Linked DNA regions of Zea mays: all the other regions are linked to region 4. Evidence: chromatin contacts called from public Hi-C data. All regions are on one chromosome and are shown on one strand. The core of a region is the stretch at or near the end of the contact, and the rest is flanking DNA. Distances in the headings are between cores, read along the strand shown.

Region 1 (4,936 bases), core at 2,329-4,828, 300 kb before region 4:
GGCAGTCAAATATTTGTGGACAGAGAGCTATTTGAGCAGGCACAGCAAATGGTAAGATAGCGTGCCAAATAAACTTGTGGTGAGCTCATATTTATACACCCAGTAAGTCGAAAACTGGAGGGTCCCGCTTGTCAATGACTGTTGCTATTCTAGCAAAAGGAAGGTGTTTTTTCGGACCTTCGGCTCATAGCCATCGTCCGTATCGCAATATAAACTTATCTTTACAGTAAATTAATATTGCGAGGGGCTACTGTTGGGGGCCTTCGGCTTCTGAAGGTCCTCAAAAACATGATTTGACAATGTTTTCCAAGAGAAATATGTAAACAGGTACCTTCGAAGTTAGATTGCGGGTATACAAAAGTACGGTTGAAGACGAAGCTCGACCGGGACGAAAGGCGATCACGACGAAGGTGAAGACGATCACGAAGCTATGTGCAGAAAAGCTTCGGCATAACGGCAGAAAAGGGGAACCGACTTAAAGATGAAAAGCCAAATTAGACCTTGAAGAATTACTATAGAGTTATTGTTAAATGTAATGGGTATTAATGTAATTTTGCATGGGCTGCGACCCGTGCCTATAAATAGGTGAACAGTATTCCCGTACTGTTCACGCTGACCTGGCATTTGCTTTTGCATCACACCTGTATTCACATTCCTTCAAGCCGAAGGTATATTTATAATTTACCATTATTTACATGAGGAATATAAGTAGAAAATAAATTAATAATAATATTTATAGAGATTATGTTATTTCCTATATTCTGTGTTTAAATACTCTTTATCTTTTGTTATGTTCATGAAGGTTTATCCTTCATGACCTTCGTCCGAAATCCATTATACCCGAAGGGAAATAATGATTCAAAGGACGAAGGGTTTTGATATTTAACATCTTGTGTTGCCTTGTTCTTGATTCATAGCATTTGAGAACGAGTCTCCAACACTTTCTTACCTTAATAGGTTCATCTTATCTTGAAAAGATTTCATCTTGTCATAATAGATCTGACTAATCTCAAAAGATTCTATCTTATTCTTAGAGACTCATCTTGTCCTAATAAGCATACTTATCCCCACCTTCCTTATCTCATGATAGCGTAACAAACATGATCTATTCTAAAATAAATTAAGTAGAAATAAATTAAGTAGATCTTATCTAGTCTAACCTGATTACACCAATTTAATTCTGATCCCATCTAATCTGATCAGATCTAATCTAATGGATAAACAGGTTAGATAATACTAGTAAAATAAGATTGGATCCTAACTCTTATAAATATGTTTTAATCTAAATTGGAGTCTTAGTCCAACTTGGCCATACGCAACTACTTTAACCACCCGATAGTTGCATAACCCCTCTGTTTTAACATAACGGAGATTCTGATCTACCTACACCATCAAATCCATCTTATCTCCAAAGATTCTAACATATCCTAGTAATATATATCCTACCCTGGTAGATCTATCTAACCTAAACTAGTCTAATCTAGTTATATCCAATCTAACCTAGACCCTACCTAATCTGATATGATCTAATCTAAAGGGAGTTACTTAAACAAGTTATTTAATACTGGTAACATAGATTAGACCATATTCATATAAATGGGTTTTAAATCTAAATTGGTGTCTTAGACCAACTCATCCGTGAAACAACGACCTAGCCTATGTTCTAGGTTGCCTAGCCCATTTATCTCAAAAGCAAAGTAAATCTCTGTTTAACCTACCCCATATACCGCAATTGTTATCCCAACTCAGATAATGGCATTTAACACCACGACCGATGGTCCCTAAATCAAGAAGAAGGTTAACCCCGATAATGAAGGATATGAGTAGAAACAGATCTTCAGATGAATCAAGATCCACCACCCATAATAACAATCTCCCTTTTCTAACTTTCTTCTGCCCCCAAATCTTCTCTATACTCACCTAATAGTTAAAACCTGATGTACCCTTGTTTTCTATGCCACACCTGTTAATGGCATGAAAATTTTAGGTGTATAAAAAAATACTAATTGGAAGTTCTACTTAGAAAAAAGATATACTAGAATTTCATAAAGATAAAGTCAGTTGGATATGCTCAACTAAATGGTATTCTTAAATAGTGTTATAGAATCTAATGTGGTCCACTTAAACAGATTAGTGATATTGGTAGAAGAGATTATAACCTAATAGCCAGGTGTAGACCAACTCAACCATGAGCAGAAGAGCTAACCATAGAGTCATAATGGATTGTATAATCTGTCTATCCTCACCTAACATCAAACAAACTTTTAACCTATATCATGTAGACTATCTCATCTTGACAAAATTCTATCCTACCTTTGGATATTCACCTTATACGACTGGTTACCCCAATCTGGACATAAAACAAAGATTAAGCCCTGCTAAAGAATCTTCAGATCATAACCAGCTACTAGCCTATTCATTCTGCTTACCAAATACTTTTCATTGCAAAACTATCCTACCACATGCTTCTAACTCTCATGCTCAAAACCAGGAAGGGAAGATTATCAGGCAACAACAAACAAAAATGAATCCTCCACCGGTTGGAATCGATAAAGTGGTTGCCGCCCAAATGATGGTACTACAACAAATGGTAGAAGTGGTTAACGAAATGCAAAATCAGATAAGACAAGAACGTGAGGAAATACGTCAGGACTGGCTGGAGATACGACAAGCAATAAGACAAGCACGATTGGAAAGACAACAACAACAATGCCCACTACCTCTACCACCACCACCAGCTCCACCAAGCTACATATATATATATATATATTACTATTTTAGTTAAACGTTACTTTAGTTAGTGGTTGGTATGATATTGTTTTAGGAGGAATAATAAGGTCTAATTGACCCCATGTGTTGCTAATAAATTATGCATCATGCTGAGATTTTTGTTTCTGCATATGTTCTGAGGCAACATGGTTATACACCCTTTTCTACAAATCTCGAGGACGAGATTTCTTTTAAGGGGGGTAGGATTTGTAAGACCTGAAATTGGTAGGAAAAAATAAAATAAATAAATAAATACATATATTATAAAATTATAGAATAAGGAAATAAGAGTATATACAATAGGGTTGTGAGAATTTTGAAGACCTTTGAAAATCTATTAGGACTCTCTGTCCTCATCTTCAAACAGTAATAGTAAATTAACTAAGGGACCAATAAATAGTTAAGAAAGGTTGATCTGTTGTTGATTTTGTGGTGATGCATTTTATTGAAAACATGTAATTAGATCTCTAATTTTAAATGAAAACATAAAATAGTAAAATGAGAAAAGGGATTTATCATGAAACCATTTATTCCTCCCATTAATAAATAAAAAAATAATATTAAACAATAGAGTATATATTCACATTTGGTTTATATTTGATAAATGGGAATCTGAAATTCAAACATAAAGTTGAATCATATTTGATTTTGAAAATTTGAAAGAAATCAAAATAGGAAAGAAAAAGATAGGGACAGACCTGCGTTTGGGCCGACTCACCTTCCTCGTGGCCCACTCTCCCCTTTTCCATGTGCTCTCTCGGCCCACTGTCTCCCGCACCCGCTCACTGGCGTCGTGGACCCGCGCGTCAGCCACCTAGTTCTCGTTCCCCCAAGAACTTGGTCACCGGCTGGTGGGGCCCAATCGTCGGTTCCCTTCTCCCCATCCCAGTCGCGAGCTCGTAACAAAAATGTTGACTTCCGTGCGGCATTTGTGGAGGATCGTGCTTGCTATCGCAACCTCCCTGGCTCGCGCCCACCTGGCTACAAAAGGGAATCGAAGGCGCGACCCTCGTCCTCCATTATAGGTACTCCACCTTCCAAAAGATGGCGTCGATGGGATTCTCCGCTAGTGCGCAGAGAGAGGGGTGGCAGAAGCCGTCGAGTGGGCATCGCACCTGCGCCACCACTCCGGGACTCACCAAGTAGTCGGGGTTTGTCGCCAAGTCACCCCGCATCGGTCCATGGCTCTTTCTGGCGAGGATTGCATCCGAGATGGGAGGAATTCCTCACGGGAATTGGATTTTGCCGTCGTGGCTCATATCCTTCCGGGGACAGTGTCCGCGCTGATAAACTCTGGTAAGCCCCTTTTCCCTCTTCACTTTCCCCCTAGATGCGCTTGGGCCGTATTAGGTTGGGATTCATACACGGGGTCACCGGAGATTTCCTTGTCGAACCCGTGTTGCCGTCGTGTTCTGCTTGGACACCGCGTTGCCTGCATCCGGTGGGGAACATAGGTTTCTAGCCGTTGGATCGTGATCTGGCTGTGGTGAATGAATCCGGATGCCGGGTGGGGTAGAAGTAACATAGGATGTTGGATCCATATCGATCGGATGCGAATGGATCTAGCCCAATAAAATCTGGGACGTAGGTTTTCGATCCGGTGGTCTGTATTGCATACCACTTCGGGCCATGGTATATCTAATCTAGACCGTCCATATCCGATCGCGCGACCATGACAGATCGGTACCCTTTCGCCGTGGCAAGTTTGCAAAAGAGTCCCCATCCTTTATGGAAAATAGCCCGCCATCCCTCGCTGGTTGAAAACTATTACGGTTAGATCCTCGGAATTTACAAAATAGCCCCTGATATCTCATGTATTAGCGTGCACAGTTCAGTTATTGTATTAAATAGATCTGAAAATGAATATAGATATAAAAATAAATACAGAAACTTGTATAATTCATATTTAATTCATTATAACTCCTTTTTCATCCATTTCAGTTGCAATAAATTCATGAAAATATTATTTATCATCTAGTAACCTTATTTTAGTATGAAACATATGGTTAAATATATGCGCTTGATTTGTTTTGTGTCTACCACTTAAAACTTCGGAAAATCATAACTAATTCATTTTAACTCCGATTCGATCCATTCAAATTGTGTTAGCATTGTATAAATATTTACTACGTAGTAAAAACGTTAATTATACCATGTCGCATACTGT
Region 2 (4,420 bases), core at 1,623-4,122, 420 kb before region 4:
CAGACTAATTGTCAGTCTAACCACCAGGAGATTGAACCTGCCCTAGGGGCAGTTCAACCGGTGTCAGGACCTGTTGAACAGTCTGACTTGCAGTGGCTGTCAGTCTGACCACTAGGCGATTGAACCTGCCCTAAGGGCGGTTCAACCGGTCCTACACAGCAAAATCAGCCCAACGGCTAGTTTTGGAGCCCCACCTATATATACGCACTCCTACCCCACTCCCCACACAAGAGCATGACTTGAACACCATTTCTAACTTGAGGAACACCTCCCACTCTCTCTCACACACCTCTTGCCTCTCCCTTTTCAAATCTTTGGAGAGAAATCTTTGAGTGAGATTGAGAGCTACAGTTTTTGTGCTTCATCTCCAAATCCCTCTTGCTCTTTTTCATTCGAGCTCTGGTACTACATCGAGTTCTTTGTGGATTCATTACTCTTGGAGCTTCTAGCTCCTAGACGACTAGTTGTCTCTTGTGAGTCTCCAAATCTTGTGGAATACCACAAGAAAGTTTGTATTACCCGCTCGTTTGAGCAAAGATTAGTGTGTGGGCTTGACCTTTGTGGTCGGTGAACGGAGGATTAGGGTTGAAAGAGACTTGGATCTTTGTGGGCGCCTCAACGAGGAAGTAGCGCACCTTTTATGGTGTGACCGAACCTTGGGATAAATCTTGTGTCTCTTGTGTTCTTGTTCATTGTGTTTGTTCGTGTTCATCGTTCTCTCACCATTCCGTGGAAGAATTGTTCATATCTTTTTGGTGTGTGGATTTTGAGAAGTGCCCTTTTTAGATCTACTACTTTGAACCCTGTGGATCATCTAGGACATCTCATTTACAAAGTGAATTGGGTGAATTTCGAGATCAATTCAGTTTTATATCTCATTCTTTAGTTGAGCTCGTGCAAACTAGTTGAGCCGGTTTTGACACTGGTTGAACTAGTTTTACCCAGTTCGTTTCTAGTTTTTGTTGAAAAAGTTTTCTCTTGCCTATTCACCCCCCTCTAGGCAACTTTCGAAAAGCTAGAACAAGTAGAACGAGGAAAGTTCTTGCACTTGATGCTAATCTTGGCTGCAAAGTTTATTTAAGAGCAATATCACAAGTGAAGATAATAACAAGAACTTAGAGAGAGAAGAAAATAAATTACAAAAAGTAAATAACACGAGACTAGAGATGGCAATGGGTACCTGAAACCCGAATACCCGATGGGTTTTACCTAATATGAAGGCGGGTACGAGATGATTTCTCCACCCGCGGGTATGTTAATGGGTAAAAACCTCTACCCGTTGGGTAGACGGGTACGGGTTGGTACTACCCATACCCATCTACCCATGGGTAAAATATACCTGCATTAATACCACTATAACCATCTAATAGAGCCCATCTTAGCTAAAATAAAACCCTTCTCTAGCTATCATTTGTCTAGATACCAAGATATGTGATCATATGATTTGTTATATGTGAAGTTGAAGTTTTTTTTGTATGTTTATTTAATATTTTGAGTGATTGGTATATTGGAATTTAAGACTTTCCTAGCGGGTACGGGTTACTCGACGGGTAAAAATACCCGTGCGGGTACGGGTAATATTTTATACCCGCGAGTATATATGGGTAACCCGACGGGTAGAATTTTTTTTGATGGGTACATGTATGAAATGGTACTACCCGACGGGTATGTACCCATTGCCATCCCTAAACGAGACATAATAGTTTGTTTCCCGAGGCTCGGTTCCGAAGAACCTACATCCTCGTTGAGGAGCCTCACAGGACTTGGTCTCTCTTGACCTTCTCAAGTGATCCAACAATCATGGATCAGCTTGAGTCCTCAGTTCCTTTTTGTTGGTCTTTCCTCACACAAGGTACTCCACAGAGATTGGAGACCCTTGCTAGCCATACCTAATGAATGCGAGTTAGAACTCCAATGGAAGCAAGAAGGGGGGGGAGAAACACACATAAAAGCACAACCACAATACCAAAAAAAATCAAGAACACAAACGTAAAACAATAGCAGAGCTCTCTCTCGCGAATATGGGCGCTTGGATCACTTTGATGTGCTTCTCTATTGCTTAGGAATGAAAACACTAGCTTGGATGAGTTGGTGCCCTTAGGGGGCTGGTTTGTGGGTCTATTTATTGCCTCAAACTTCCAAAGAGCCATTGAGAGAAACTACCGAGATCTGCTCTGTGGGCACACCAGACCGGATCCTATATCCCAATCTTTGGGATCCTAACTGGCGCCTTCCATCTGAGGTGACATCGGACCCTGTGCCACATCAGCTAGCCATTGTGCCGCCTATTGGATCCTAAGATAGCCGTTGCACCTTGACAGTCTAGAGCAAACCGGACTGGGCGGTGTGCCCGAGACTTCAGGCGTCTTCTGCAGCCCTCTCTAGAAAACTGGTCTAGTGCACCACGGGACTAGTCCGGTGCGCCAGGCTACCAAAGCCTTTTTACAGGGTGAAAGGAACACAACAACTTAGGGGGTTGAATTAGGACTTCTAAAAACTTCGCTAATCTAAGCCACAAATAATTCACTAAAACAAAACATATGCAAAATAAGTAAAACTAGAATATGCAAACTAGGTTTTATCCAAATGTTGTTATATCTATCACAAAAGAAGTTTTTCGACCTAAGTTTCAATCATATATATATATACTAAGCTAAAAATAGAGAGATTAAAACTTAAGTACTTAAAAGCAAAGGCAACGCCTTGTCTCTCTTTTGTCTTCCCTTCTCTAGTGTCCAGAGAAACGCAGAGGCAAAGCGTGCGCGACAGAGGAAATCCATGTGCCCGGCTCGGCCCTGCCACGGTCAGTAGCCCCACGCCCGCGCACCCCTCCAGTCCTCACCAAGATTTGCCACCAATAACCCCCGTCGTCGACTCGTCCTCTTCCCTCGCCGCGAGCTCCGGGTTCCCCTGCGCATAGCTAGGCCAAGCCAGGTATACCCCAACCATCGCATGGGAGCCGCGACTGCCCCGACGAAGCGGAGACGCGGCCCCAGCAAGACGCAGGAGGAGGCCATGGCGCGCGCGAGCCCGGAGGCGCGGCGGCGGCCGCGGCCGCGCCTGGTGGGCTATGAGGAGCTGCCGGAGTACCTCAAGGACAACGAGTACATCCGCGGGCACTACCGCGCCGAGTGGCCCGTCCGCGACGCGCTCCTCAGCGCCTTCGCCTGGCACAACGAGACGCTCAACGTCTGGACGTGCGTGCCCCCCTTCCCCGTCCGTCTCCCCCCTGCCCTGTCCGTCCGTCCGAATGGTGGCTGATCCGTTCCTTCTTGGTTTTCTTTTGGTCCTTGTCCACGCAGGCATCTGGGAGGGTTCCTGTTCTTCCTAGCGCTCGCGGTCGCCGGAGGACGGAAGGAGGCCGCCGACGGTGCCGCTCCGGGTATCATGAGGTACATGCACGTGCATCGGCGTGCCGTCGTTTCTGCACTTCCTGATGCCTCATGCCTGTTTGTCTATCTCAATCCAATGTATGCGTAATTTTCACTCCAATCCACTTTAGATACATGCACATCCAAATAAAGTCTAAAAATGAACGTCTACTCTTTCCTCATGCTCTGTTCCTGCGTGTTTATCGGGCGCTAGCAAAGAACCTTGAAAGGGTCTACCATGTGAGATATTTGCTGTGGCGCTCCCTCGTTTTTCTTGCATTTGCAAGTCGCCGAACCTTACACAAAAGTCCTTCGGTCTCGACAAATCTGCTCACACGTACTAGCTGGCAAATGACGTTGCGGATGCTTCTTGTGGCGTCACTAGAGCTATAGTGGCGAGCCACATACAAACAAAATATGTGCATAGGTAACTCTTGAGCTGGAATAGGTGCAACATTGACTGTTACTACTTACTACTCCCTATGTCCCAAAATATAATTTATTTTAGACTAAACATATATTCATTAATTAACCTATAAATGTGGTTTATATGTATGTCTACATTCATATATTCCATTTATTCGAATATGGATGAAAAAAGAGGCCTAGAAGGAACTATATTTTTGGGACGGAGGGAGGTATGTTTTTCCATTGTCAAAATATGACGTGCAAGATATTTTTGTTTCTTTGCAAACCAAATAGCTGTTTAAAATTTAGTGTAGTCCATGTTAGGATTTATGGGCTTGGCCCAATTAAGTTATTCAAATAAATCCCAGGAAAATCTCAAAAGCCCATATAAGTGGATGGCAAAGGGATAGGTGGAACCAATAGCACCATATTGCTAGCTCTTGTGGAGTAGAGCTAACTTAAATATGGAAGCCACACTCACTCACCAAGTCATGGATGAGAGGAGAGAGTGTGGAGAGCCACACGCGCGCGCTCGCTCGCCTCGCCTCGCCTGGCCGGGCGGGGCGGGGCGGGGCGGAGGGCGCGGGCGCACGACATGCGCGTGAATGGTCCGCCGAAATCCGGCCCCTCGCCTTGCGGGG
Region 3 (5,158 bases), core at 79-2,578, 320 kb after region 4:
GACACCAGAGTTAGAACCGAACTGTGTTCTTTTATCCTCAACATCAACAAACAAATGCAACTTCTTATCTTTTTTTGTCACAAAAAGCAAGGAACAAGTCAGAATCTTCTACCAACTTCTCTTCCCCAGCAGTGCCCATGTTATAAACAGAAACAACTGCTTCCTGGCCACTTCCCCAATTCACCACTGCAGCTAGATCCTTCTGTAGAACTGACATACTATACGAGCGAGAATCTACAACCCATTCACTGTATTTGCGCGACATATCAAGAATACTACCATCATCCAACTTAGTAGTAAACTGACTGAACTGAACACATAATGTAAATGCCGCTTCCGAATCAATCCTACCCAACAAGACAAAAAAATTAAGCATCAGTTCAGGTCCACTGATGCTTTGCCCTATCCTAACAACATTTACAGTTCATGAACCAATATGTGAGAATGTATAGGATGAGGGTCTTACCCTAAAGGGGAACAACTGAGATCCATAGATAGCCTCACCAAACGATCGTCAAACCAATAGGAGCATAACAGTACATCGTCGCCTGCACAGTCAAACCTTGAGAAATTTCAGTATTTGGGATGAGGGATTTCTGCGAGGATTCAATAAATCACCAAACCAAGAAGATGAGGGATTTACTCACACTGTTCGACACACAAATGAAGGAAAGGGAGGGAGGACGTCGTCTGCGAGGACAACGAACGACAACCGGCGGCGGACAGATCTCTCCGCTATCCGGTCTTCTGCGACAGAGTTCACAAATGACCTGTTGACTACGACAGACTTGTGCAGACCGAGAACACCAAGTTGACTGCAATGAACTCTGCTGCCAATTTGCATACGTGGGCTACTTGGTCACCGACGGAAAGGAGATCGTCGAGACGGCGGTGCTGTACAGTTCTCACTAGAGAGAGGAGGCGTCAGGCTTCAAGGAAGCGACGACAGTGATGTATACTGAAGAGAGCATGGTCAAAACCGTCCCAAATTTTTGAATGTGAACCCTAAACGAGTGACTGGTGCTTAAACAGAAGTAATCGTCGAAGAAACACACGAATCAAAAATTTGATGAGAAGAAGTGTCAAATTCTAAAAGACAAGCGAATAAGTCCTTATATTGACATATTGGCCCTGTTTGGCACAGCTGCTGCTTGTTGAAAAAGCAGCTTATCTGATAAGCTGGTGAAAAACAGCTTCTGCTTGTTGGCTGCTTTTAGTGTATTCTGAGAAGCAGCTGAACTGATAAGCTGCTGCAGAAGCTATCTGTTTGGTAGAACTTCTGCTTAAATTTGTGAAGAAGCTGAAAATAAGCTGTGCCAAACAGGGCCATTGACAGGCACACGAATTGAGTCCCAAAATCTGAAATTTCTCGCCAGGAGCCATCCAAACGGGCCCTTTGTCCGGCTAGTTTGAAACCCAATTGCTCGGTTGCTCCCGTTGTCCTCTCCGCGGGGTGCGGCCTGGCTTTTCCCTTCTCGGCTTCTGCCGTTCGCGTGCGGCCGTGCGTCCTCTCTTTCTTTCTCGGCGCCTCTGTTTCTGGCGGCCGCGACTGGCCCAGCGCCACCGCCGACCTAGCCAGGTGACCAGGTCTTCGTCAGGACCATAGCCAGCGAAGAACACCCAAGTACCCAACAGGTATGCCCACTGCACTGCACCTCTTCCCCTCCTGTGCGAAACCGAGCACTCAAACCCTAATCCCTAGTGCAAGCTATTTGTATTCGGATCTGATTCACTTGAACTATATTCATGTGTTGTGCTTATTTACTTTGGTTTGTTTGCAAAAAATATCGGGTGTATATGTGTACAGCCATGTCCTATACTGGCTCCGCCCCTGATTTTGATGCACTGTGATGATTGTGTGATAATGCCCAGATGAGTTCGAAGAAGGTTCCGTACCACAAGCATAGGGAGGCTGAGGAGGCGAGGAAGAAGGTCAGGGGTTCAAGTCCCTTCTAACCTTTTCATGTGACACTTATTTTTCCCTTGTACTGGGTGTTCATATTTTGTTTGACTGCTTTGGTGTGCGAAGAGGGAGGAAGATGAAGCAGCACGTGTATATGCGGAATTTGTTGAGTCCTTCAAAGGTGATAGTTCATCTGGGGCTAAGTTTATCCGAGGTGGTGTGATTGACCCCAATGCAAAGCTGAAGACTGACTCGGAAGGTTAGTGGAAGGGGTTTCATTTTTGCATACTTTCTCATAGTTGCCTTCCCACTCTGTAGTTTCAATATCTTCCAAGATGGATATATGCATTGTTTCTTTTATCGCTCCAATTGATCAAGAGATCGGCCTTTTTATTCATTCGGCAATGGCAGGTGGAAAATCCAAAGATGGGGGGTCTGTTCCAAAGAAGGGCAGTAGGTAAACGGCAAAAATACTTGATTTCTAGAAGATGGTATCTTGTGGTACCACTGTTACATCTTTAGATGGTCATGCAACTAATATAACCAGAATTCAGGGACAAGACCTAGTTTTGATTGCCTTATGCTATATACTCGGCACATCTCTCTTCATTACAGTAATACTTCTTGAGATGTCTGCTAATTGAACTTTGAAGCTGTAACCAAATGCTGAATGCACTTTAAAACAGTGATAAGGGTAATCTGAAGAAGAAAATTGTTTGCCAGTCTTATGAATAGTCATGCCATCTTGTTTCATGCCTAGTGTTTTATTTGCACTTATCCTGTAGTTTCAACCTGATGGAATAATTCATTGTTGCTACATCAGCTTGTGATGGTATTACATTAGCTCATGTTTTGCCTTTGTTTGATTCCATATTTGTTTATTTATGGTGTTAGCACTTCTATGGAGGTCAAAATGTTTCATCATTAGGTGACCTTACATTAGTGTTTTTGACCGTCTAATAAAAATGCAGTAGGGTTTCGGATAGGCATGCTGGGTATCTACCTTATAGAACTGTGGATTATTATGATGGATGTATACTAGTCATATAATTCAGTGATTTATCTGAACTTGGGTACCACGTTTAATCTGCATTTCTGTGTTTCCGGTGGTTATTTTCTATTAATGTACAAATGTCCTTTTAAGATGTGTTTGGTTCAGGGGATGGTGACTGGGGAAGGGGCTATCCCATTTTGAGGGGTTTGATTGCATCCTGCCCACTCCACCATCACACACACACAAAATCTGGGATAGGCTAATCCTGCCAAAACTGGGCAGACTATGCCATCCTCTCACTCCTTGATCTCTTGAGTCTTGACATCATGGGTCATGCCTTCTAATCCCTCCACATCACTCACCGACAGAAAACTATGATCATCTCATCCCTCATACCATACCATACAACTAACTGGAATAATCTTGTTCCTATTCCTAATAGCAGGGATAACACTATCCCGTCCCACCTTGCCCCCAAACCAAACACACCCTTAGATGGTATGAGAACATTGTGTTGAGTATGGAAGTTGGAATATGTGAAACCCTAACCCTATAACCCTAATCTAGGGTTGGGATTATATTATATAGAGGAGTTAGGTGGTCCAAGCCCATTACAATAGGGGTAACTAGGTAATTACAGGAGAACCCTAACCCTAACCCTAACCCTAACCCTAAACATGAGTCTAACACCCCCGTAGTCTCAACTCTATCCTATACAGATGTTGAGACTGGATTGGAACTCAGTGAATGCACTCAACGACAACCCCTTGGTGAAGATGTAAGCGAACTACGAGGTGGTCAGGACGCGGAGAACGCGAACGTCACCAACGGCGACACGCTCGCGGACGAAGTGAAGCTTGAGCTCTACGTGTTTCTTGCACTAATGTTGCACGGGGTTGGTGAAGAGGTAGACCGTGCTGATGTTGTCGTAATAGACGAGGGTGGAGCGCTCGAGGGGGCTGTGGAGCTCCTGAAGAAGCTGGCGGAGCCAAGAGACCTCGACCACGTCGTTGGCCACAACGCGGTACTCGGCCTCAGCGTTGGAGCGAGAGACGACGGGCTGCCGCTTCGAGGCCTAGGAGACGAGGTTGGTGCCTAGGAACACGACGTAGCCAAATGTGGACCGACGTGTGTCGGGGCAACCAACCCAATTAGTGTCGGTGTAGACCATTAGCTCTAAAGTCGGGGAGGGTCAAAGTAGAAGGCCGTAGTCGATGGAGCCGCAGAGGCATCGGAGCATCCGCTTGAGAGCGGTGAGGTGGGGCTCCCGCGAGGTGTGCTTGTGAAGGCACATTTGCTGCTCTGGTAGGCTGTCACGTCGGCGACTTGGGCCTTGTCGTCCTCGGAGAGCTTTGCTTAGGTGTCGACTGGCGTGGACCAACGCTTGTAGTCGGACATGCCAGCTCGCTCTAGAATGTCAAGAGCGTACTGGCGCTGATGAAGGAATAGGCCCTAGGGCCACCGGTCCACGGTGATCCCGAGGAAGTGGTGGAGAGGGCCTAGGTCTTTCATCACGAACTTGTGCTGAAGGGCGGCGATTGTATGCTGAAGCAGGGCACCATTGGACGTCATGAGCATGATGTCGTCGACAAAGAGGAGGTAGATGATGTCGTCGCCGTGCCGATGAATGAACAGGATGTGTCCGACTTGGCATTGACGAAGCCGAGGGAGCCAAGTAGGAGGCGAAGCGGTTGTACCAAGCCCTCGACGCCTGCTTGAGGCTGTACAGGGAGCGGTTCAGCAGATAGACCAGGTTCGGGCGAGCGGAGTTGTCGGGTACCAAGGAGTCGGTTTCCCTGAGAAGCTCGCAAACCCAGAGAGGTGAGACAGACGACCAAGTCCCTGCCAAGCAACCTAGTGAGGCGGGACGGACGACCAAGTCCCGGCCGAGCAATCCAGCGAGGCGAGACGGACGACCGAGTCCCCGCCGAGCAACCCAGCGAGGCGGGACGGACGACCAAGTCCCCGCTAAGCAACACAACGAGACGGGGCGAATGACCAGCTCCCTGACGACCAAACCTGCAAGAGGAAAGGGTCGACCCGATACTATTAAGCCATGTTGGGTGGACAAGACGCGACATTACCAAACCATGTCTGGGCCATGTGTACAGTATCGAGTGGGACCTTAGCATTCGAGTCTCCACAGTAACGACCCACATACCACAAAGGACAGGACAACACGCCATACCTTGTGTATGCCCACGCATGCTGGAAGGTGACGCAACAACCATGACGAAAGATGAAGCCGTACTGAACACGAC
Region 4 (4,869 bases), core at 1,428-3,927:
GACTTTTACATCACACTGGCTTGGAGAATCAAAGAGCCCCATGGAACACATGACACCATCTGGAATGTACCTGCTCCATGTCCTATGGAAATCCTCTCGTCTTGTTTTCTCGTTTTGACACTCGATTGCCAACTTTTCGGCATGTTTTCCAGCAAATCCAGTATACAGCTTAAAATATGATTTCCTCCTGGCTACCTCGGCAACACAAGCTCTATATGCATAACCCAAGCCACTGACTATTTTCAGATTATCAAAATCTTCTTGATGACCCATCACCTCTTGGAACGCAATGAGCTCACTCATCATGCCTTTGATGCTAATCTGAGAAGATTTTACTCTTTGCATGCAAACATGGACCAAAGTATTCATTTCATTCTTCTTGTCCTTGCATTTCTCAAGCAATTTTGTTAGACTGTGATCAAAATTCTGTATGCTGGGCAAGTTATCATTTTCATGTATTTCATAGATACGGCCAACGGCTGAGACTGCATCATGAGGACGGAGAGAAGCAGATAGCTGGCAACTTGAGCAGTCATCGACAAGCTTCTTTGAGGTGTCCACATCTTTACTGCAAGCAAAAGAGTTTTCAGCATATAAGTTATAACACTATGATATGATGCAACATAGCCGTGGGGAATCGAAGAATTTGTTGCTTCACATTTCAGTTACAAATGAGTAAGATAGAAAGAGGCAACTCCCTTGGTAAGCTTATTTGTACAGCAGAAGCAGAAAATCATAAAAATGGCACTGCTAAGTTTCAAGCCAACCTGCTATCTCCACGATAATAGACTAGTCATACAACCAAACTAAACCATTTTCCTTTTTCTAAAAAAAATGGTAGTCCCTCTATTCCAAAATATAATTCTTTCTAGCTCTCTTTGTTTCCGTCCACATTCAAATGAATGATAATGAATGTAGACATACATACAAACCAGATTAATACATTTATTGATGAATGTATGTTTAGTCTAAAACGAACACTATTTTAGAAAGAGGGAGTATAATAAAGTCATTTAGATTAATCAGGCCAAATCTGTCACAGTAGAAATAGATAGTTCCCAGTGGCTTTCAGATAACAGCAACATAATTAGGCATACAAATGCTAAGTCTAACCTTAGAGCCTGCATGATGATCTTCTGGTCACCAATGACTCCCTGATGCTCCTTTATAAGCTTCTCAACATCCTTGCACCCACCTGAGTTCATGGCATTGAATAAGCCTTCCACCCTCTTCTTCAGCTCCAAGAAGTTTGCCTTCAGCTGTGACACCTTGACCTCAAACTTCTTATGTGAGCTCAAGCATCCGTCAGCCAGTTTCCTCAGGTCATTCTCCTTGAGAAGGTCCATCAAGCAATGCCTCCCCTCGCTTTGCAGCGCTGGGTGCAGCCTAACAGCACGCAGCTTCTGCACATCTCTCTCGAAATTGGCCAGCATCTCAACATGTGAACGGTGCTGCTGCGTGAAGCACCGCAGGAATTCTGAGTACCGCTGTGAGAGCTTCCGGAACGTGTGCTCTAGGTTGCTCCGTGCTGTGTCCAGCGCTCGCTCCTGCACCTGCCCCTCCCGCAGAAGCCGCCTGCACAGCTCAAATTTTGCCAAGCTAGATTGGTACACCGCATTGGCGACCTGGAAGTGGTATCTGAATCTTGTTTCATAAGATACCAGAGCCTTCAGAGCCGGGTCTGCAGATGCGCCCACAGGTGATGAGTCCTGCGGCCGGGGCGGTGGTGGTGGAATATTTGGCTCAGGGATGTAGATGGACTCCGGCGCCGGGGGGCGGGAGTCCGCAAGGAGGCGGGCCTTGTTGTAGAGGAAGACCTCACGGTCGTCACGCGGAAGCTTGTAGTAGGCTAGCGCGTTGGCGCCGTCGAGGGAGGTGTTGCCGCAGAGGAGGAGCTGGTCGCTGGGCGGTATGACACAGAGGTGGTGGATGGAGTGCTGGATGGCCTCGACAAGCGTGTCGCCGCCGCACTGGAACTCCAAGGTGTGGCCGTTCTCCGCCACGTGCACCATCAACTTCTGCCCCAGCGGCACCGCCGCCGCCTCCTCCGCACCACCGCCTGTCACCGCCGACCCGGAACTCATCTTCCTCGCGATTCGACTACAGCCCACAATTCCACTCCAAAACCGAATCTTCTTCTTCTTTTTCTTCACACAGTACAGATTAATCTACAGTTCTACCGTACCACCAAACACGAAACACCGAACTCTTTAACCTCTCCGACGGGATAGCCTCCGCCCGTCGAAAAAGAGCACGAGCCAACGTCCGCCGAGGCCTTATCTCCCCCACGCCTCCGATCAGACGCACCAAATCCTCAACTGCCCCAACAAGAACGGCCTGGAATTCCGGCGAGGGACGGGGACTTCGTTGGACCGACGTCTACTGGACCAATTTACCCCGCTTCACCAAGCCCGCACGGATTTGTCGGGCGAGAAGTTTGGGATTTGTTGATTAACAGATGGAACCGACCTCCGAGAGGCGGGAAGCAATCCACCGATCACGAATGGGTTTGATTCGGTCTCCGAAGGGACTAGGCTGAATAAGAAACCGGGATGGATGGGATTTTTCTACTGCTCCGTGTGAGAGGGGAGATTGACGACGAGCAGTATCATTAACATGGGTGGAGAGACGAAGAGATGAGGGGGCTGAATAGAAAAGTGGACCAAACTACCGTCTGGCGGCCGGACTCCGCAGCCCGGAGGGCGTAGGGGAAGGTGTAGTGTATGTATAAATAAAAAAATTGCAGATTTTTTGCGGGGAGATCCTTGAAGACTCATGAATTGACGTGCGCGTGAATTATTGGAGAAGGGCTGAGTGGCGGTGTAGGGGATGTACCCAGCTATACAACCATGGCTTTGTTCATTGTTCATCCGGAGGCTTTTTGGTCGGCAGGAGATAGCAGCCTAGCATGCAGGTAGTTGCGTGAAACACGGACTATTTTGGAGTATATATATTATACGTAATATATAATACGATAAATGATTGTATCCTATTATTCATTCTGATTCCTCATTCTGATGGGTAATTAAACGTATATAGCTACTAGTCGGTTGTCCGGTCGTTGCGACGGCTTATAACAATACTCACGTAAACTATCCATCAAAAAAATTTCAAGATTTTTTTATTGATTGTCTCCGCTCTCTGTATAATATATTTTTTTATTTGGCTAACTGATGTTATTGTTTACTCCATGCAAATATGTCTTGGTACAACACGGCCAATTAAGTGAGCGGTTAGAATAGAGTTCACAACGATTGACTGAATGAACAGAGATTATAAAATGACATAATTCCATCACACAGAGACCAAATAAGAGAAAGTTTGTGAGATCAAGTTTATAAAATAAGTTTCATGAAGTCAAACTTATAAAAAAGATAGATCAAAATATGGAGTGATTGCTAAAGTCAGGCATCAATAAAAATTGGATGCGCTTCATATAAATTACGCTACTTCGTAGCAATTACTAACGTTTAAAACCAACAAATAACCTTTTATTTTGTTGTTAGTGTGACAAATCATTGCTGCTTCATCCAATTCATCAACCTCAAACATCATATAGTCTATTGCGCCAATGTTGTCTCAGAAACGATCTAATGCTTGCAAGAGCAAAGAACGTCGTGTCGTGCTTGGGTTGTAGCCTCGGCCTGTAGTGCTGGCCCGGCCCGACACGATTATTTTTTATTTTACAAAAAAACATATATACCTATATACAATTTATATTCAATATTAAAAACATTTTAATGTGATGTTCTACTGGTTAGACAGTTTCTCCCAGTGTCTCCCGACCTTCTTCCATCAGGGCATGGGTTCAAACCCCACCTTCTGCACCGTTTTTAACATTTTATGCTGATTTAATTGAATGGATCGACGGGCTAACAGGCTGGCCCGACACAGTTAGCAGACCGGCATGATGTGCCTGTGCCATAGTTGTGGCCCGCGTGCATCTAGCCCGTGTCGGGCGTCGTTACGCTGATTTAATTAAATGGATCGACGGGCTAACGGGCTGGCCCGACACAGTTAGCAGGCCGGCATGACGTGTCTGTGCCATAGTTGTGGCCCGCGTGAATCTAGCTCATGTCGGACGTCGTTTGGCATCTATAGACGTGCAGCGGATTAATTTAAAATAGTTGTGAGGGGTTATTTGTAAAAAAATGACGCACGACGACCGTTGAAACTGGTGCTTTAAGTATAGTATAGATATAGACTAGTCAGTTATCCGTGCATTCCGACGGCTCACAACAATACCCACGTAAATTATCCACCAAAAAGATTTCAAGATTTTTTATTGGTTGTCTCTACTCTTCACATAATATTTTTTATGAACGCACGGTACCATAGTGTCAGCTACAAGGGAAATGGTATACGCGAGGGAGCAGAAAGACGTCCGAATGGCGGTGAAAATCAGAAACAGTTGAAGAAAGAAGTGTTGGGCCGCCATGTGCCTAGGCCCAGTGGGCGATATCCATCGAACATATGGTCCGTGTAAGAGTGCAGTGAGGAGTACTAAAACTGGCTACAGTGAACGCTAAGAAATGCGAAAATACTATCGCTCTCCTCCTATCTCCTACCTCTAGTTCTCCTCTGTACCGTAGTTGTAGTAGGCTGGTAACAATTGGTATCGGCTAGGGTTTCCTCGATCTGGCGTACTACACACGCAGCAAGAAGATGGCGGCCGCCTCTGATTCTAGCATCTCGGTGGCATTGGAAGCTCAGTCCAAATCCATGGTGACCCAATCGCGTCTCCTTCAACAGATCGCTGAGCGGCTCGACGCACAGGACAGCCATTGGGCGACCTTGGAGCGCCGGGTCACCACCAACGCCCGCGCGATTGGTGTGTTGGAGGCCAGGGTGGGCACAGTGGATCTCGCC

Evidence for each region. Hi-C and Micro-C count contacts between places; a contact is called where the count stands out from the background.
Region 1: a Hi-C map of leaf shows a contact between it and region 4, with 3 times the contacts expected there. The contact joins the enhancer-like site here to the promoter of LOC100383018 in region 4. A contact is called at or near these places in 4 of 25 Hi-C or Micro-C datasets (ear, endosperm, leaf and 1 more).
Region 2: a Hi-C map of ear shows a contact between it and region 4, with 4 times the contacts expected there. The contact joins the promoter of LOC100276544 here to the promoter of LOC100383018 in region 4. A contact is called at or near these places in 3 of 25 Hi-C or Micro-C datasets (bundle sheath, ear and tassel).
Region 3: a Hi-C map of leaf shows a contact between it and region 4, with 3 times the contacts expected there. The contact joins the promoter of LOC103626713 here to the promoter of LOC100383018 in region 4. A contact is called at or near these places in 2 of 25 Hi-C or Micro-C datasets (ear and leaf).

Annotation. Positions count from the first base shown.
Region 1 is chr5:93,063,568-93,068,503 of Zm-B73-REFERENCE-NAM-5.0, forward strand. No RefSeq gene overlaps it. Among protein-coding and RNA genes, the nearest start is that of LOC100276544, 120 kb to the left of the region's middle. Within about 2 kb of position 3,579, at least 19 of the 20 cell types and tissues checked have an H3K27ac peak or open chromatin away from gene starts, as enhancers often do. A contact at or near this core is called in ear, leaf and tassel, where this site is marked.
Region 2 is chr5:92,940,770-92,945,189 of Zm-B73-REFERENCE-NAM-5.0, forward strand. LOC100276544 reads left to right here and starts at 2,873. Exons shown (of 4, transcript NM_001150307.1): 1 at 2,873-3,197; 2 at 3,303-3,392. The coding sequence starts at 2,953.
Region 3 is chr5:93,679,736-93,684,893 of Zm-B73-REFERENCE-NAM-5.0, forward strand. LOC103626713 (protein RRC1) reads left to right here and starts at 1,329. Exons shown (of 18, transcript XM_008647101.4): 1 at 1,329-1,635; 2 at 1,873-1,932; 3 at 2,030-2,162; 4 at 2,315-2,360. The coding sequence starts at 1,873.
Region 4 is chr5:93,361,122-93,365,990 of Zm-B73-REFERENCE-NAM-5.0, forward strand. It overlaps LOC100383018, which reads right to left and starts at 2,678. Exons shown (of 5, transcript NM_001361940.1): 1 at 1,114-2,678; 2 at 1-568. The coding sequence starts at 2,084.